Linked DNA regions of Hordeum vulgare: region 1 is linked to region 2. A link is a contact called in public Hi-C data. All regions are on one chromosome and are shown on one strand. Each heading gives the region's core, a stretch centred on a gene start, on an enhancer-like site or on the middle of the called end of the contact. The rest is flanking DNA. Distances are from core to core; before and after follow the strand shown.

Evidence for each region. Hi-C and Micro-C count contacts between places; a contact is called where the count stands out from the background.
Region 1: a Hi-C map of leaf shows a contact between it and region 2, with 3 times the contacts expected there. The contact joins the promoter of LOC123403837 here to the promoter of LOC123404486 in region 2. A contact is called at or near these places in 4 of 6 Hi-C or Micro-C datasets (leaf and seedling) and 1 of 1 datasets of contacts at active chromatin or transcription factors (embryo).

Annotation. Positions count from the first base shown.
Region 1 is chr6H:517,480,421-517,485,321 of MorexV3_pseudomolecules_assembly, reverse strand. LOC123403837 (galactoside 2-alpha-L-fucosyltransferase-like) reads right to left here and starts at 3,002. Exons shown (of 2, transcript XM_045097757.1): 1 at 2,414-3,002. The coding sequence starts at 2,717.
Region 2 is chr6H:517,263,947-517,268,922 of MorexV3_pseudomolecules_assembly, reverse strand. LOC123404486 (protein CTR9 homolog) reads left to right here and starts at 2,038. Exons shown (of 24, transcript XM_045098421.1): 1 at 2,038-2,219; 2 at 2,804-2,870; 3 at 3,022-3,213; 4 at 4,048-4,148. The coding sequence starts at 2,079.

The DNA.
Region 1 (4,901 bases), core at 1,753-4,252, 220 kb before region 2:
TGTGTTCGCAACATGTTCGCTCGGTGTCATAGCACCCCGCCACCCACGCTGGTCGTCGCCTCATAGCATACCTGTCGCCACTCGAAGCCTCGATGCTACCGACGACCCACAGCCACGGCTCTTGCAGACCCGTTGCCATTGAGGCAAGACGGTAATCAGATTATTGACCTTGCGGCATCCGGCACCGGCATCCCCATCCCCTTGCAGCAGCAGCGCCAATGGTCATCGACCACGAAGCACTAGTGCCCGGCACTAACGTTAGTCGCGGCACTTTGTAACAACACACCTCCGCTGCACCGACAGAGCTCACCCGCCGGAAGCACTGGTGGCAATCCCGGCCTTGCATGTCTAGCCACACTTAGAGAGCCACTGGTTAGTCGAGTCCCCTTGCAGGAGCATCATTGGGTGAACGGCATTCGAGTCACCTTGCAGCAGCAGCAACGACGAACAATAGTCTCTAGTCCCCTGCAGCAGCAGCAAACGGCGGCGGCGCCTACTCGTCTACTCCATCTGTTTTTAAATATAAGTCTTTTTAAAGATTTCATTAAAGTATGACATTCGAAGTAAAATGAGTGAATCTACACTTTAAATTATACCTATATACATTCGTACGTAGTCTTTTAGAAAAATCTTAAAAAAAACTTATATTTAGAAACGAAGGGAGTAGTTCGAGCGTGCGGGAGCTTGCCGTAAGAGTATCTCCAACAGACACGCTAAACAAGCTCTGCGCTGAAAAATTAGTCCTTTTTGCGCGCGCTATCGCTCCGGGCGCTCCAACAGAGGCGCAAAAACCCCGCATGCGACATAACCAGTTCAGCGCGCGGGCGAAAACGCCATCGCGCGTCATTTATTTGTTGTGCCCGCTCCCGCGCACTGCATACTCGAGCGCCCGCTCGCAACTCCACCTACCCCGTACAGCCGCGGCGCCGCCGCCGCCAGCGCCACCTCATTTCTTCCGGCGACCGTTCCGACGCTTCTCCGGCCTATCCCCCGCGTCGTCGCTGCTTCCTCCGTCTCTCTCTAGTCACCGCCGCCCCTCGCGCGCGGCAGCCGTCCGACGAACAGCGCCCGCCCGCCCACTGCCGCTTGGCGCCCGCAAGGTGTTCAAAAGATTTTGGGATCAAAAGATGCTTTGGTACATCATGTATGCTTGTGTGATCATGCACAACATGATCATCGAGAATGAGCGTGGCCAAGATTTAGACTACTCTCAGTATGAGCTCTTGGGATATCCCGTGCGAGTGCGGCAGAAGGCTGAAAGGGTAGCCCGTTTTGTTGTCTTTTATCAGCCATTTGACGTCCCGAAACGCATATTGATCTTTAGAAGGATCTCATTAAGGAATGGTGGACATGGAATGACCGACAAAGAGCATCATGATTTGTGCATTTGTTGTTGTATTGTTGAACTATTTGTTGTATTGAAAAAATACTATTTGTTTGAGTTGTAACGAACTTAAACTAATTTTGTTGCTTTATTTTATTTGTGTTTGATTTTTTTACTTGTGTTTTGAGCGCATATGTTGTTTGAGCGATAACGCACGCTGCATTTTAACGCGTCTGCTCTAGCTACGCGCGCGTCATTTTATGACGGCCGTTAGAGCCAGCACTGGCCGTGGTGCCAAAACAGACGAAAGACATGCCGCAGACTGATTTTTAACTCGCCCCGCACGTTGAGCGGGTGGTGGAGATGCTCTAACGGCTTTGCCTTGCAGCAACGTCTCCCTCTTTTCGTCTCGGCGTGCACGCGGTTGTGTCGGCTAGCTGCTACCTCTGAGATACATGGTGAGAAAGGATGGAGCGACTGGGAGAGGGATGAAGAAGAATCCGGAAAAGAGTGGATAGGATTTGAGCGATGTAGGAAGAGGATATGGACGACCGAGCTGCTACCTCTCTTTTCGCCACGAAAGCCCGTCGTCGTCCGACGTCCACCCAAAATTCTCAATATCGGAAAGAACATTCCGCGCGCATGGCGCTGGCAATTATTGTTCGGATCTTGTGTGCCTAACTCAACGGATTTAACCGGCCTCTGGCTACGTACTTGATCACCTCAGCTATGCTCTCAGCTATTAATTAAGTTGATTAATTAAGTCTATTAACGTTCGTCTGGTACGTATCTTTGTGCCCCTACGATTCCCTCGAATCCTTGATGAACTTCCCCAATCATTTCCTGCAAGTCTTTTTATAGGAAAAAAAAACCATTCCTTGCACCTTCTGCTACTAGCTAAATTGAGAGAAGCTTCAGCTTCTACAGTCGTACAGCAGCAGTTGCGTCTGCGCGTACATATATATATATATATATATATATATATATATATATATATATATATATATATATATGTGTATGTATGTATGTTTTCGGATGGTCGCGAGTATGAATTACATGAATTCTAAGTGGAGCAGTGGTAGTACGTACCTTGGTCGTCGCCGTCGTGCTTTGGGAGGTTGCCGACGTCGAAGAGCATCCGCGACGAGGAGCCGGCCCGCAGGTTCCAGACGACGAGCATGCAGGCCGGGAGCGTGAGCAGGCAGAGCACCAGCGCGGCGCGCACGCAGTTGCGCCGGTGCCTGCCCCGCCCCGCCTCCTGCTGCTGATCCGCGGCGTCGGCGTGCGGCGCCCTTGTCTCCGTCTCCAGGCCGCCGGCGCCGCCGCTGCGCAGGGGCAGCCTCTCCTCGTGGCCGGCGTTGCTCCCCCGCCAGCTGCCCGGCTGTTTCTCCATGATCGAGCCGCCTCCACGCCAGCTCTAGGCTCTAGCCCGCTCCGTGCTCGTCGTTTGGAGCAGGCTAGCAAGGAACAACCGTCTCCTTCGTCTTTTGTTTTGGGGCCGCGGGGACGGAGGGGTCAAGGCTGGAAGGCCGCGGCCGCCCGCATGGACGCTGCAACTTGCGAGCTCTATCGTCGTCGTGGGATTGGGCGTAACTTGCGACAATATTGACTCGTGGTAGTAGTGGGTTTGGCAACCTGGCATCACTAGACTTTCTTTTGCTGCAGGCGGTCATGAGTGGATTCGGTCATCTGATTGTGAGGTCTGAAGGAACTGTGGAATATAACTAAGAAGGTATATGCCGGCCGTGTGATTTTCCATACTAAAAGCATCTCCAACCGTTCACCACCTAGTGACGTGAAATAGCGCCGTCTGAGGTGCGCCGGCAGAAAAATCGACGTGGGGTTTGGGTTCCCGGCCGCCCCTTCAAAATTTCCTTAGTCGCCGATTTCGATCCATTTTCGACGTAAATTGATCCACTTTTGACGTAAATTGGTCCACTTTTGATCCATATTCAGCATCCTTCAGCATAAATTGAACAACAATAGTTATTTTTTTATCACATAGTTTATCATAAAATCAATACAAATTAAAAATAGTTCAACAATTCAATACAAATTAAAATAGTTTAACAAATAAAAACTCATAATTCATCGCACATCGAGCTAGGCGTTGCCCCTGAGCCTCCATATGTGTTCCACTAAATCGTCCTGCAGTTGCTAATGCACCTGTGGGTCTCGGATCTCCTGACGCATGTTGAGAAATGCAGTCCAGGTTGTTGTAGCTGGTGATCAACTTGGGCAAGAGGACCTTGCCTGTAATATAGTTCAGTATCAAACACTGACTCCTCCTGCTCGTTCTCAGTGATCATGATGTGTAAGACGACACGACAAGTCATGACTTCTCACATTTGATATTTCGATCAGGTCTGAATGGGGTACCGGACAACAACAGAACGAGATTGAAGCACACCAAATATCCGCTCGACATCCTTCTTGCAAGCTTCTTGACGCTTGACAAAGCAGGAGTTCTTGCCTCCTCGTGCAAGATTTGAGATAGTCTTCACGAATGTGAACCATCTCGGATAGATGTCATATGCTAGGTAGTATCCCTTGTTGTAGTGGTGCCCATTGTTCTTGTAGTTAACCGAAGGAGCGTGACCTTCAACAAGTTTGGCAAACACATTCGAGCACTGCAGTACGTTGATGTTATTGTGAGTTCTTCGCATACCGAAGAAGGAGAGCCAAATCCAAAGGTCATTTGTGGCCACTGCCTCAAGTACCACACTGCAACCTCCTTTGGCGCCTTTGTACATCCCCTGCCAAGCAAATGGACAGTTTTTCAATTTCCAATGCATGCAGTCGATACTTTCAAGCATCCCAGGAAATCGTCTTACTGCATTCTGTGCTAGGATCCGAGCAGTGTCTTCGGCATTGGATGATCGCAAATATTGAGGTCCAAACACTGCCACCACTGTCGTGCGGAACTTGTACAACTACTCAATGATGGTGGACTCATCCATGGGTCCATAGTCTTCCAGAATATCACTGGGAGCTCCGTATGCAAGCATCCTCATAGTTGTCGTCCACTTTTAAAGTGAGATGAATCCAAGTGTGCTGATGCAATCCCTTTTGCACTTGAAGTAGTTGTCGAACTCCCTGATGGAATTCACAATCTTGAGGAAGAGCTTCTGGCTCATCCGATAACGGCGTCGAAATACTTTTTCGCCGTGCAGAGGAGCGTCGGCGAAGTAGTCGGTGTAGAGCAAGCAATAGCCTTCTAGTCAATGCCTATGCTTTACCATCAGCCGGCCCGGCGTCGAGCCACCTCGCCTCGGCTTTGCATTGCTCGCGAACAGGCCGACCGGAGCGGCGAGGATCATGAGGTGCTCTTCATCCTAGGTCGGCGTCAGCTTCCTCCTTCATTAGCACCGCGAACGCCCCGTCGTCGTCGGAATCCGTCGCCTAGTCAAGACGAACACTTGGCAGGCGTGACGGACGCGTAACCACGTGTGTGCCCGGAGCGCCGAAAAATCCACCAAGAAGCGGGGGGTAGGGGGAGGTGAAGCCATGGCGTACCCTCCCTTAGTCTACGGGAAGATGGCCTTTGTAGCGCCGGTAGATAGGTGAGCGTCGCCGA
Region 2 (4,976 bases), core at 789-3,288:
CACCAAGTAATCCAACTAGCATCAACTACAAAGATTAATCAACACTACTAGCAACCTTACAAGTACCAATCGGAGTCGCCAGACGGAGATTGGTTACAAGAGATGAACTAGGAATTGGAGAGGAGATGGTGCTGATGAAGATGTTGATGAAGATGCCTCCCCTCCGACGAGAGGAGTGTTGGTGATGACGAAGGCGACGATTTCCCCCTCCGGGAGGGAAGTTTCCCCGGCAGGATCGTCCTGCCGGAGCTCTAGATTGGATCTGCTCAAGTTCCGCCTCGTGGTGGCGGAGAATCCACGAAAAAGCTCCACCTTGATTTTTTCTGAAACGAAACCCTTCATATAGCAAAAGAGGGGGGACCAGTGTGCCGTCAGGGAGCCCACAAGCCCTGTAGCCGCCACCAGGGGGGTGGCGGCTACCAGGCTTGTGGGGCCCTGGTAGCTCCCCTCTGGTACTTCTTTCGTCCAGTATTTTTTATATATTCCCAAAAAATTCCACGTTGATTTTCAGGGCATTTGGAGTTGTGCAGAATAAAGGACTCAGACTTGCTCCTTTTCCAGTCCAGAATTCCAGCTGCCGGTATTCTCCCTCTTCAAATAAACCCTGCAAAATATGAGAGAAAAGGCATAAGTATGGTACCACAAGGTAATATAACAGCCCATAAAGCGATAAATATCAACATAAAGCATGATGCAAAATGGACGTATCAGAAAGCAACCGTTTTTGAAAGACTCGGAGGGGCACCGAATCGTCTTGTGCCTAGTCATGAATTATCTGAAATGCTCAATGCACACAATTAGTCCGCACACACATTGTCATCAATCACCAAAACCACTTAGGGAGAAATATGCCCTAACAAAAAGGAAAAACATGTTTTCTTTCTTTCTTCTTCTTCTGTGGGAGGTACATATTTACTTCTCGTGAATACACAAATTTCTTTCTCCGAGTGTCTCGTAAAAAAGGGGAAAAAGTGTTTTTTTCGTGAGAGGGGCATATTTACTTCTCGTGCGGCCACCGATTTGCTTCCGTGATGTGCCTTTCGAAAATTAAAAAATAACATGTTTTTCTTCTTTCGAAGGAGACACAGATTTGCTTTTGTGAGAGGCACAATTGTGCCTCATCGAAAAGGGGAAAAGTTAAAAAGACATGCTTTCGGTTTGGGTCTCTTCATGAAAAAAATGTAGTCTTGAAAGTCTCGACGTGAGGAATCCAACGATAAAAATGGTTCGAGATTTGAACGCATGGTTTAAGTGATAAAATATTTAGAATAAACTAATCTATGAAAAAAAAACTCCAAAATTACAACAAGTGAAGAGAGGATGTAGTGACCTTTGCAAAGAGCATTTTGAATACATGGTCAAAGGCTTTCCTATACACATTTAACAATTTTCAAATGCTTGATCATTTTCCTCAAATACCCCCTCCGTCCCAAAATAAGTGTCGCTACTTTAGTATAAAATTTATGCTAACTTAGTAGTAAATTTATGACACTTATTTTGAGACGAGGAAGTACATGTTAATTATTTTTCTATACATATTTACATTTTTCAAATGCTTGATTAACATTTTTTAAATACATGGTCAGCTTTTTTATATAAATATTTAACATTTTTCAAATGTTTAAGTAATTTTTTTCAAATATTTGTTCAACATTTCTTCAAATGCTTGATTAATATTATTTTTAAAATACACAATCAACTTTTTTCACACACATTGTATATTTTCTGTATACATGATTTTTTATAGACATTTTGTCCATATGCTTGGTTAACATATTTTCTAATTGTTTTATCTAAAATGATTTCTTAATATATTTATTTAAATTGTATCGAAGTATAAAGAAAAAAAAAAGAAAAAAGTAAAAAAACACATAGAAAAAAACGAGCCCGTGGCCTCCCTCGCGTATGGGCCGGTCCATTTATGGAGTCGCCTTACGCGACAGCAGGCTAGGTCTCGCTAGAAGCGAGACATAGCGCTTCCCGTCTGCTCCTATTCTCCTGTCATTTATACCACGATTTTCTCTCCCTTTGGGCGGCGGCGAAGGGAAGGGAAGGGAAGGGAAGGGAGCGACGGCGGGATGGCGAGCGTGTACATACCGGTGCAGGGGACGGAGGAGGAGGTGCGGGTGGCGCTGGACCTGCTCCCCACCGACGCCTCCGACATCCTCGACATCCTCAAGGCGGAGCAAGCCCCGCTCCACCTCTGGCTCATCATCGCGGTAGGTTCCCTCGCTCTCAGGACTCCAAGCTTCCCCTGCAATCTCTCCTAGGTCTAGGTCTAGGTCTAGGTCGTCGGCGGTGTGTATAGAGGAACTTCTACGGCTACGGTTCTGGCGGACCCTCGCCCCGCTGATGCGACCCTTTTCAGCTTCAAGGTGGGCTTTCCGAGGGTTTGACCGATTTTGGTGGGATTTTTCAAATGTGCGTGTGCGTGTGCGTGCGCCTGTCATTCCGTTCTCTGCTCTGCCCTGGTTGTTCAACCCGAGCTGTTTCGGCCAGGGGTGGTGCTAGCGACGTTTTGGCAGTGAGGGTGTCGTCCTGATTTGTTTGGACGGGTAGTTTGAGTGGAAGATCTGAAGAAGAGGAGAAGCTGTGCCAGAGTTTCATTCCCCAAATCTCAGTCCTCACACTCGTGACCTGCATTTTATCTACGCTCTAGTCTCATGGTGAAACTTACTATACTTGCAGATACCCTGTCTTGTAATTTTATAGGTAGTTTTCTTGTGAAATCGAGCTAACCTTTTTTAGTATTGAGGAAAATGTCCGGATGTTTCTTATTTACCTCTGAAAATTATTGCCACAGAGAGAATACTTCAAGCAAGGAAAGATCGAGCAGTTCCGACAGATTTTAGAGGAAGGATCCGGACCAGGTGAATTTACATTATAATTCTTATCATTATCCTGCGCAATAATTTATGATCCGAAAAATAATAGATTATACAACACTAGTTCATTTTCTCATTGTTTCTTTAAATTTCTATATAAATCTTCTGTTGTTGAATCATTCCCTCTTCTCTGCAGAAATTGATGATTATTATGCCGATGTGAAGTATGAGCGGATAGCCATCCTTAATGCTTTGGGTGCTTTTCATACTTTCTTGGGAAAGGCTGAGAGAGCACCACAGAAGGAAGCGCATTTCAAAGACGCAACTCAGTACTACAATAGAGCGTCGAGGATAGATGAAACTGAACCGTCTACATGGATTGGAAGAGGTTATACCACTTTAGAACATTTCAGTTGTGGTTTATAGTTTAGCGACTGTTATGTGCATCTCTTTGTAACACATTTTCATCTTTGGTTATGGTTTGCGTAGCACTTCATTCAGTTAAGTGTAGCATCATTTTGGTTGAAGTGACTGTTTGAATTTTTGGCATCTGATAGTTTGATATTTCTGTTTATGTTGAATGATTTGTTGTATTTGTTTGTAACTTCTCTATCATAGACAATCAATTTCAGAATCAAAGACATGCTACAAGACATTATATAACTCTGCCTGTCTAGTTTGTGATAAGCAGAAAGAATGAGTGTTTTGTGTTCGTTAGTTCACCAGAACATTGTAAATTTGATTAACACAAGATCAGCAATGTGTTTGTGAAAGTTATATAGCATATCTAAACTGTGATGCCATGGGCCCAGTGAGGCCTGGTAGTCTGGCGGCTAGTTCCATGTGGCTAGTTGAATTTCTGTTACAAATAGCTTGTAATGCTTAGCAATGATCCAAACCCACATGGTTAACCTCTTCAGATGAAGCATGGATGAAAGCCTAATCGTTGCTTGGTTGGGTGTTCTTTGGGTGTTACAGTCATGCAGTTTATTCATTTTTACATCCTTGGTTTTATTTGTTGCGTCTGCTATGTATTATGTAAGTGTTGATTTCTCTTACTGGTTTATTAGACATAGAGAAGATCATACAACTGCTCTCTAGAACCTAGGAGTACTGGACTAAAAGGGGGCACTTTATTTACCAGCAAAGTGCTTTGTCATGTTGCTGTTCCGACTAGAGGAGTATGGCTTTTAACATTTTAATTATTGACGTTGCTATCTAGGTCAACTCTGTGTGGCCAAGGGTGAGTTGCAAATGGCATCTGACTCATTCAAGATTGTTTTGGATGATGATGGGGATAATTTCCCAGCCCTTCTTGGTCAGGTAATTTTCTTCAGGTTTCTATAATGCTTGTTTAAACAAGTATAATTTGTACTTTTGAATGACCGCAGTTTGCTTTTAGTATTAATACTAGATTGTAAGGGCCCGTTTGGATTCTTACCAGCTCTGCGCTCCGTTGACTCCGTGTGTGAAGCCGGACTGAACGGCCCAGCTCTGCAGAGCCGAGAGCTAGGATCTGAGTTGACCCGTAGTACGTAACAGTGGAGCTGCTATTTTCTGGATCCATGGAGCGCGATCAGCGGAGTTGGAGGAAGTTACAAAAATTTGCTACCACTAAGTGAAAAATACCGATTCATTTTACGCCTCTCTCCTCATTTGGGTTCTCCACGACCTTCTCACTGCTCCGCTCCCACCCGCCCAGTCCGCCGCTCATGGACGGGATTGACGCGGAGCTCACATTTAGGGGATAGCCGTAGATGACGATTCGTTTTATGCTTCTCTCCTTGAGTTCCTCCAGAACCTTCTTGCCTCTCGCCTGCCCTGTCTGACGAGGCATTCAGTGTACAGGCTTCCAGCATCTCGTCGTCTCCACACAGGGCCTTTGCCTACCACCATGACTGAGCGTGTGGGGAAGAGAAGAGAGGGACTACATGTGAGAAGAAGAGGCCTACCGAGGGTGTTTATGCAAAATGTTCTTTCATTCAATTATTTCGGATGGGACCTGTGTCAGGTGGCGACGGTTAACCTGCCACGTGAGCAGGTCCAACATGGTCTGAGCTGCTTAGGATCTGTGATGAACAGAATAGATTTTTGGGACCCGAATCTGCACTTTTGAAGTTGTAGGATTAACTTGACACCCCTCATAGTTTT